Linked DNA regions of Zea mays: all the other regions are linked to region 1. A link is a contact called in public Hi-C data. All regions are on one chromosome and are shown on one strand. Each heading gives the region's core, a stretch centred on a gene start, on an enhancer-like site or on the middle of the called end of the contact. The rest is flanking DNA. Distances are from core to core; before and after follow the strand shown. Region 1 has its middle 76 kb from the start of LOC100217198. Region 2 holds the start of LOC103652922 (putative pentatricopeptide repeat-containing protein At5g52630). Region 3 holds the start of LOC100272643.

Region 1 (3,074 bases), core at 415-2,914:
CGTTTCTTTTCTTCGATACGCAGGGAAGGACCGGCGCCGCCGTCCTCGAACCGAAGAAACGCTGCTGTCCTCGAGCAGGTCAGCCGCCGCCTCCCTCCGTTCCCTCAGCCTCCTCCTCCCTCTTTTCTTGATCCATGGAAAGGTAGTGGAGGGGCACGACTGGCCACATTGGAAAGAACAGGAAAACAACGGATTTGTTTTGCCCAAGGTATGAAAGAAGTCTTCAACCATGCACATGTCAAAGTTAGAAATGTGATAGAAAGAAGTTTTGGAGTGTTGAAGATGAAGTTTAGGATTTTGTTGAACATGCAAAGATTTTCAGAGGACAAGCAAACTAGAATTATTGTTGCATGTATGGCTCTTCACAATTTTATTCGAGAGAGTAGAATTGCGGATCGAGAATTCGAAGCATGTGATGCCGATGAAAATTATAACCCAATGCCTAGTTCTGCAGCATCAATATGGCCAGAAGACGAACCTCTTGTTGAAGATGTCAACATGAATGCCTTCCGTGATGACTTAGCTCATGCTTTGTTTCATGGAGTGTAATTTTTTTAATATTAATTAAGGACTTGTATGTTCATATGGGACATCGCATTTGTATGCAGAAATTAAACTTATTGTGATTTGGATGTTTGATTTGTGAAAATAAATTTATTTGTGTTATTTGTGTGTGGGAGAAGCCACACAAGAGTTTGCCACACTAAATCCGGATAAGGAAAGATTTAAATGAGACAAATGATTATAAAATAGCATTTATTGTAAACTAGCCCTTGGATCCAAACACGTAGAGGGCTAGAGCTAGTTTGGGCTAGAGTTAGAGCTAGAAACTAGCTCTAGCTCTAGCCGGGCTTGAAGGATCCAAACAGGGCCAAAGTCAAGCATACAAGGGAAAATCTACTCTAAACTAGATGTAGGATAGGGTACCATATACCAGAACATGTATACACCCTATGTCTTATATGCTATTCTTCTTATTCCTTGTACATAATATGTTGATCCTTATTGCCGAAATAAATACTTTTGAGAGTTGGTATCACTAGTAGAAAAAGACTCAAAGCCTGCGGTGTGGTATATTTTTATAGGCGGATTCGGTTATCAACCGTCTGTGCTATTTTTAGTGGCGGTTTCTTAAGAAAACCGTCACTAGAAATCATAGATTTCTACATGAAAACCGCCTGTAGAAATCATTGTGCTCCTTCATATTTAAACCATGGTTGTTGGCTCCTTCATATTGGAGCACAAGGTTTCCCGGTTTCTATCATCATTGTGCTCCTTCATATTTAAATAGTAAAAATGCTAAAATTATATACAAATGAGGAGGATTTAAACCATGGTTGTTGGCTCTAAACCCACATTTACACCCCACCTAGCCAACAGGTTACACATGTCTTTGTGTTTTATATTATATACTTAAGCAAAAATGAAAATCTTAACAACGTACACACACTTTGCTAGTATAGTTCGAAGGTAGAGTTACATGATTTGATCACTTTACAAGATATGTTAGCTAATTTGTTAATAGAAGTGTAACAGCTAATATAACATGTCTTGGTAGGAGCCGACGTCTGAATCCTTTATGTTAGGTTTCTTGTCCACTATGTTTAATGGCGTGCCTCGATTTAGTGGGCCTCATCTTTGTTGGATCGATTCGGTCCATCAGGATAGTACTGGGCTGAAATAGACGATGGGGTTTCCTGCGTCTATATCACCGACCGAACTAATTTGACTCATTTTAATTTGACGTAAAATATAGCCCATCATATGAATAAAGCAGCCACGGCATTCCATACTGCAACCATCACTCCAGTATTTGAGTCTCATGTTATACTCCTCGGTCACCATCAGTCCAAGGCTTCACTCAAAGTGCAAGCGGACACACAGTAGTGTTCACGTGTCCTGGTAATACCTATACTAAGTTTTTTTTTTCCATTGACAGCAACAAGCAGTGCTGGGAGCAGACCAGCTACTGTGTGTGGAGAATGTCAAATTAAGAAGCAAGGATAGGTACATGGTATGCCTTTGAAGTGGAAAGTAGGCTGAGTGGCAAGCAAAGACAGTGAGAGAGGAAATAGAAGCACTAGCTAATCCACTAACTAATTAACTGTATATGGCAGAGAAAACACGAGGAAGAACACAAGGCAGATTGATGTGGAAAGTGCCGGCCATTGTTGGAAAAATCAGGCGGCACATGGTCCAATATGCATCTTTTGAAATATCTAGATCAGAGCGTGTCAGCGTGACTACTTTTATAGTTTCTAGATTGAAATGGACATTCTCAATCGTCAAAGAAGTGCCATGGTCGCCTGGTAGGGTGGCATTACGGGTTAGGGTACAATTCCCCTGGCGCAACAGGAAAATGAAAAACTTCTGTGGACCAAAATAATTTTCGTCGACTTTTAGGTTAACCTATAAAATTCGAATAATTTATATCGACCACGAAGCAACTAACGGAGATTAGCTAATTTTAGTCGGTTGTTATTAGATAGCAAATAAAAAATAGCTAATTTCGACTGACAAAAATCAACTAACGGAGGTTAGATCTTTAATTGTGTTGTCATCCGAAACACCAAAATCATAAGGGGCCTTTCAATCTCCCCTTTTTTGGTGATTGATGGCAACACAATTAAAACTTACAAAAGATATAAATTAAAGCACAATTTTGAATCATAAGCTATAGAATGCCCCCCTAAATATGTGCTTTCTCGAAAATCTCAACTTTGGTCTTAAATACCAATTTGCACATACTTAGGCTAAAGTGCGAAGCATTTCTGTTCTTAGCATCTGGGGGTGCATAGTGCCATAAATCAAACTGTGATGCTCATGACACACATATGCACTCATTACAACATGGAATCCTTAAAATACCAATTAATCATTAAACACCATAATGACACCAATTTAAACGACATTACACCAATTCAATACAATATAAATCAATCTATCAAGATACACCATAAAGATATCAATTGAAACCCTATTATCAATATATCAAGCATCGTTAACACCACTAATGTATTATGATCACAATATTGACAATAAGAGAGAGATAAGCAATATCAACACTAAAATAT
Region 2 (3,074 bases), core at 259-2,758, 330 kb after region 1:
TCTGTGCATGGATTTGCTCACCCTGCTCTAAGGCCATCATGGAACTACAGACAGACAGGATGCTTGAGAAGGTGAATAAATCAGGCTTCATTGCAGACCTCTTGAGGTTGCGGAAAACCTTTAGTGCCTGGAAACCTCTGGAACGAGCATGAAGATCATCCTTAGCGGTCTCCATGATCTGAGCGTAGCCCGAGATCATGGCGTTCCACGTGATGATACTGACATCATCCATCTCTTCAAAAAACCGCATGGCCTCATCGGTTTCACCCTTTCTCAAATAGAGGTACATCGTCGAGTTCTTTACTGGAATGTTTGTTTGGCACCCAATTTTGAAGCAGAAGGCTTGGACTTGCTTGCCTAGGTTAAGATCTAGCCTTGTACCACACAAGCTCATGACACTCGTCAAGGTAAACTCATTGGGAAGTACTCCATCCATAAGCATATCAAGGAACAGAGTCAGTCCAAGCTCCGTGTAGTTCTCGTCTTCAGCACAGGCAGATATCATTGTCGTCCATGTGATGACATTCTTATCAGGGACCATCCGGAAGGCCCTCATGGCAGATTCCAAGCTCCCAGACTTGGCATACATTCGACAGAGCGAGTTCCCTATGCTCGTTATGGAGAGAGCACGATACTTAATCGTGTATCCATGAACCTGGCTGCCAAGGTCAGCGTTGTTGGAAGCAGAGCACGCATTCAACATGGCACCCAGCGTGTAATGTGAGGGGTACCTCCCGGCCTCCAGCATCTCGACGAACACCTCGAGTGCCTCCAACAGTTGAGAGTTTACAGTGTAGCCTGTGATGAGCGCGGTCCACGTCACGACATTCTTCTCAGGCATTTGGTCGAAGAGGCTACGCGCGTCCTGGCTCGCCCCGCACCGCATGTAAGCATTGACGAGAGATGTGGCGACGAACATGTCCGCGCTGGTCCCCGTCTTGACCATGTGCCCGTGCAAGGCCCTGGCGCCGCCGAGGCTGCCGGTCTCGACGCACACGTGCAGCAGTGGCACGTACATCGCCGACTGCACCGTCTTCCCCTCCCTGAGCATGGCCATTGCTTCGCCGACGTCGAGAGGCCGCAGCGGCGCTTCCATGGTGCTGCCATTCTGCGCTGCTTGGATGCTCCTGCCATTCCAATTGTTCTGCAAAGGTGTAGAAAATGGGTGAGCCCATGGATACCCCGCCCGCAGTCCTAGCAACCGACTGTTCTGCAAGTGCAAATACGGCCGAACGAAGCAGAGAGCGTTCTTGAATTGGGTTTGAAGCGAGGACAAGGGACCAAGAGAAGAGCAGGGGTGCGGATACCTTATCGGCGGCGGAGACGGAGCTCGGTGGCGGCCTCCGGGAGTCAGCCCCGCCGGCAGCCGGGAAGCCCGAGGCGGCGACGGGGACGGCAACGGAAGGCACGGACGCCATTTGGCGGTGTCAGAGGGGATGATGAAGCGATAAGGCCCGCTCAGATGGAATTGCTGCTAGTGCTGCTCACTGCTCATCTCGAGGAGGGAGGGTGGGAAACGGCAAAAATAATTGATTCTGTAAATTCATGTTTTAAAGGGATCTAAAGACATAATTACTATTCATCATTTTTCATCTTGTTTAGTCTATATTTATACCCTTATTATACCTCTATATAAAATACCACTTCAAACTTTGCAACAGTCACCGAAACAAATACACCCAAAATCATCCCAACTTTGAAACCAAGGGACGATATTCGTCTAAATCTCTGCTTTCTTTTACTCACTCAAATCCAACGGTTTAGCTTCTTTAGATCATTCCTCCCTCATCAATTACGCCTCTCACAGGGTCGAGGGTGCCGAACCTGCAGCTGACAACATCATATGAGTTGGAGGTGGCGCCCGCAGCGTCAACCATCGAGTAGAGCGCGTTGGAGTGCAGCGTGGTGGACTTCAGGCTCGTCCCCCTGAAGTGCACATTGTTGCCGAGGGTGAGAACGTTGGGGAAGTCCCCGTCGACGGTGGTGACCTATGGCGCAGCATTGACGACGGTGTCGTCGTAGAGGCCAAAGTTGCCGACGAAGCATACGACAAGAGACGTCATGGATGGCGGTGTGGAGGGAGTCGAGCATGATGGGCTCATGGAAGAGGGACTTGGTGTCGACGGCTAGGGGCGTGTCCTGACCGAAGGAGATGAAGATGACGTCGTCGCCGTCGTGGATGGCAGACTTGAAAGCCCACGAGGACATCAACAATGGCGCACTCTGTCGACTAGCAGACCTTGTGACGCGACAATGAGGCCCATGCATATGCAGATGAAGCCCGACCTGAATTTACAGCTACAATCATTACCTTGATCATGATTTCTATCGTGATCTTGATCCCTATTTTGCCTAGGTGAGGTGTCTATGTAGATGAAGTATTATCAACCATAGTAATTCTAAGTCATGAGTTTATGTTAGGGATAGTAATTCTAAGTCATGAGTTTATGTTAGGGATGAAAGGGATACTACTTGTCGAGCATATCATCTATTATGTCTCACGAACGCTTGCTATCATAGCCTACGGTCGCTACCGTGGAGTCCTGTCATTGTTTGTTGTTCTAGCTATCCATGCTAATAAAATTGGTCACAATCATCCTGTGATTTATTATGTAATATATTTCTTTGTGTAGCATGAAAATGTCGTGCATACTGTTTTTGAGCTAAAGGCGAAAAACACATTCCTTTTTTCATGCTTCATAAAGAAAATCCCTTTTGTCAAAGGTCTTGCATAAGGAATATTGTTGCCGAAGTGACAGTATTAGACCCGAAGGTCTTGCCGCAGGTCTTGCATAAGGAATACCGTACCGTTTAAGAGCAAATGCTAGAGATGCAATATCTTTTATTTTGCCTTGCTTTTATTTCATAATCCCTTGACAAAAACTCATTTAGCTTCGTAGGTCAACCACATTTGCGGATGAAGGAACAATTTCTCTTATTTTCCCTTTTTGAATGATGCGAAATGATGAATGATGCGATGATATGATGCAGAATGATGCGGTGATATTATGCAAGAAATGATGATAGAAAACACTTCATAATAATAAGACTCTACATCCCCTTAGGAACGACTT
Region 3 (3,074 bases), core at 208-2,707, 300 kb before region 1:
TCATGATTTCTAATCATTATGGAATTCACAGGTGTACTGAGGTGCGGTCAGAGACCTTTTCCTGAGTCCTCTAAGCAGTTGTGAATGAAAAAAATGATTTTCATATAAAATTTAGATAATCAAGGAATATTCCATCTCTATGGAAGTTTGTAGCTCATCAAAGATCATACACTTACGGTTTATCTTAAAAGAGAATATTTTGTGCAATCAATCATGCAATCAAGTGATCTGGTGCATCTAATCAAAATCGAATGGTGGTTGCTATTGCTATTTTAGGTGGAATGAGTTAAATGTAAAATAGGTACTCCTTCCGTTCTTTTTTATTTGTCGCGGTTTAGTTAAAAAATGAACTAGCGGGCGACCAATATTCGAGAACGGAGGTAGTACTATGTTTCAAGTGAAGGAGTTAAGTGTCCTCCATTGTTACTAGAGGATTATCTACTTAAGTCTTCATTGCAGCCAATACTAATAGCATACATGATGTCTCATTTATCATCATTTTACAAAATGGCATATTTGCAGAGCTCATGGATAATCCAGTTACATCAGACATCTACCATCAAAAAATGAATTGAAGGATAATAGGATTACTGATATGTTGAGTGATCATACTCATTATGAAAAATGAGAAAAAGTTAAGCATCCTCAATGATAGCTTAGTTTGGCACTTCTGAGCTACGAACATATTTCAACTAAAAGGCAGAAACAGCATATGACGAACTAGCATTTCGACTGAAAAAAAAAACTCACCTCCCGACGCTCTCAGAAGGTTGGTAACTGCCACCATACGGATATGGCCCTTGAGGAACAATCGCCAACCCTTCTGCAGATGCAACCCACAACCCAGCACCAGCAGTTTCAACAAGACAACAACTCCTTCAGTTGGTGAAAAATCGGAAGGGAAAAAGGACGATTATGTGGAGGCCGGTGGGGGAGAAGCAGAGCACCGACGGCGGCAAATTACCATTTGGATGGGGAGACGGTGGGGCATGAGATGGGGACGGGGAGAGCATGGCGCTATGAATGGACGGCGGGTAAGCATAGGCGTTGTCGCCGTTGGGAGGTGGGCCCTGGAACGTGTGGAAGCCAGCGGCGGACCTGACCTCGTCGGCGCTCACCTCAGGCCCTTCCCAGCCCCCGCCACCGCCGCGCAGCACTGAAGAGGTGCTCCGGCCCAGGAACTGGTACTGTTGCTGCTGCGGGTCCGCCGCGGCTGCAGAAATGAGGTCCCACAGATGAGCTGATGACGGGATGGGATCGGGAGCAGATGATTTGAACGCCCGCGTCGGTGTTGACGACGGTGGCGGCGAATGGAGCGGAATCTACCTGGCGGGGTGGAGGAGAGGAGGGGGCGGCGTTGCTCCTCGCCGTCGCGCTCCTCCTCGACACCCATGGATCCAGGGACTGTGTTTGGTCGGGGGAGGACAGGGCCGGGATTACCGAGTCCAAAGACTCCGCTGCGCAAAAGGGCACAAGTGCACCGCGCGCCATCTGGTGAGTGGGTGTTAAATACTGAAGCAGCTTGCGATGGAGTCGTTGCGAAGGAAGCGAACTGTCAGGACCAAAACGAACGGAAAACCGACAGAAAGTACCTCTACCATTTCCTTTTTTTTTTAGGAAAATAGAAAGGAACCGGCAAGCCCGTCAGGCCGGAGCCAGAAACGGTTCGAAAATGAAAAGAGAAGGGCGTGAATAGCAAACTAGCGTGAGAATATGTTTAAATGCAAGACGACATTACACAATAAAGTTGAGCATTTGGTTTAAATAGTACTCCCGGTCCTAAGGCCATGTTTGGTTTCAATTAATCCTAGGCCTAAACTTTAGTTCCTACATGTTTGGTTCTAGGTTCTAGGCACTAAACAGATTCTAAAGTCATTAAATACAATGTCCAAAGACTTAAATGTCCTTAGAATATACTCATAATATTAGTTATCCATAAAAAAAGTAAGGGCAACATGATAATTATGAGCTTTTAGTCTCTTTTAGCACCTATGTGAAAGACTAAAAACTAAATCATTTTAGTATATATTTTAGTCCTAGTGTTTGGCAAAAAAGAGACTAAATGGGACTAAAAACTAGAGACTAATCTTTAGTCCCTCTAACCAAACACCCCCTAAAATATATTTTTCTAGACTTCATTTTCATCTTCAGGAGTAATGAAATGAACACCGTACTCCTGCTGATGCCATTCATTCAGATCAGCTGGATAGTTAGGCACTAGAGTATTGTATTAGCGAGGAGGCATGTTTAAACCCATGTGTGCTGCAAACTACCTCAAGTTGTCATTATGCTTTTGAGCCTTGCGACGCTGCTATGCAGTGTCAACGACGTGGCTGCGATAAATAGCGAACAACCCAGCAATACCTCAAGCTAGGCGCAACAAAGGACTAGGCCTCCTTCCGTGATCCCTACGTCGACCGCCGCGGTCCATCGGACCAGAAGCGATAGCAGCACAAGAGGAGGACTCATCGAGGGGAGGCTAAGGGGGTGGCTCATCGGAGGAAGCTAGATCGCTAGAGCCAGCTGGAGCCCGCTTTGACCCGCTGAAAGGAAAATGTGTCCTTATACCATTTCTATAATGTTTTGGTGATTAAGTGTTCAACACATAGTGAGTGAGTTGTTATGTGCTAAACAAATAAGAAGTGCAAATCATATAACAAGGTATGTTTCTAGACTTAGGGCCTGTTTGGCATGGCTCCAGAGCAAAACTCCAAGGAGGAGCTGACCAGAGTATGCCAAACACTCTAACTCCAGAGTTGTAAACTCTATGGAGTTTTTGGAGCTACAGTACAATTTTTTGGAGTACCTCTTTTGCTGCTCTGAAAACTCCAAAAAAGCAACCTAGTCATGGAGTTTTGAGTTATTTACCCGCCATTGCCACTGGTTATGAGAAACAATCTAAACTCTGGAGCAGAGCTGCTCCACCCAGAGTTTTAGAGTAGAGCTGCTCTGGGGTGGAGCAGAGCCATGCCAAACACACCCTTAGTAATTGGTTTTATTCAGTCAAACAACAACTCTGGTCAGGTGCACCGGACTGTCCGGTGGTGCACCAGACAGTGTCCGATGCGCCAGGC

Evidence for each region. A called contact is a pair of places that touch in the nucleus more often than the background predicts.
Region 2: a contact with region 1 is called in a Hi-C map of leaf, with 5 times the contacts expected there. The contact joins the promoter of LOC103652922 here to the enhancer-like site in region 1. A contact is called at or near these places in 3 of 25 Hi-C or Micro-C datasets (ear and leaf).
Region 3: a Hi-C map of tassel shows a contact between it and region 1, with 2.6 times the contacts expected there. The contact joins the promoter of LOC100272643 here to the enhancer-like site in region 1. A contact is called at or near these places in 2 of 25 Hi-C or Micro-C datasets (ear and tassel).

The regions. Positions count from the first base shown.
Region 1 is chr4:20,678,522-20,681,595 of Zm-B73-REFERENCE-NAM-5.0, forward strand. No RefSeq gene overlaps it. Among protein-coding and RNA genes, the nearest start is that of LOC100217198, 76 kb to the left of the region's middle. Within about 2 kb of position 1,665, at least 15 of the 20 cell types and tissues checked have an H3K27ac peak or open chromatin away from gene starts, as enhancers often do. A contact at or near this core is called in ear, leaf and tassel, where this site is marked.
Region 2 is chr4:21,009,871-21,012,944 of Zm-B73-REFERENCE-NAM-5.0, forward strand. It overlaps LOC103652922 (putative pentatricopeptide repeat-containing protein At5g52630), which reads right to left and starts at 1,509. Exons shown (of 2, transcript XM_008679914.1): 1 at 1,308-1,509; 2 at 1-1,144. The coding sequence starts at 1,418.
Region 3 is chr4:20,379,592-20,382,665 of Zm-B73-REFERENCE-NAM-5.0, forward strand. LOC100272643 reads right to left here and starts at 1,458. Exons shown (of 7, transcript NM_001147102.1): 1 at 1,327-1,458; 2 at 965-1,213; 3 at 751-823. The coding sequence starts at 1,393.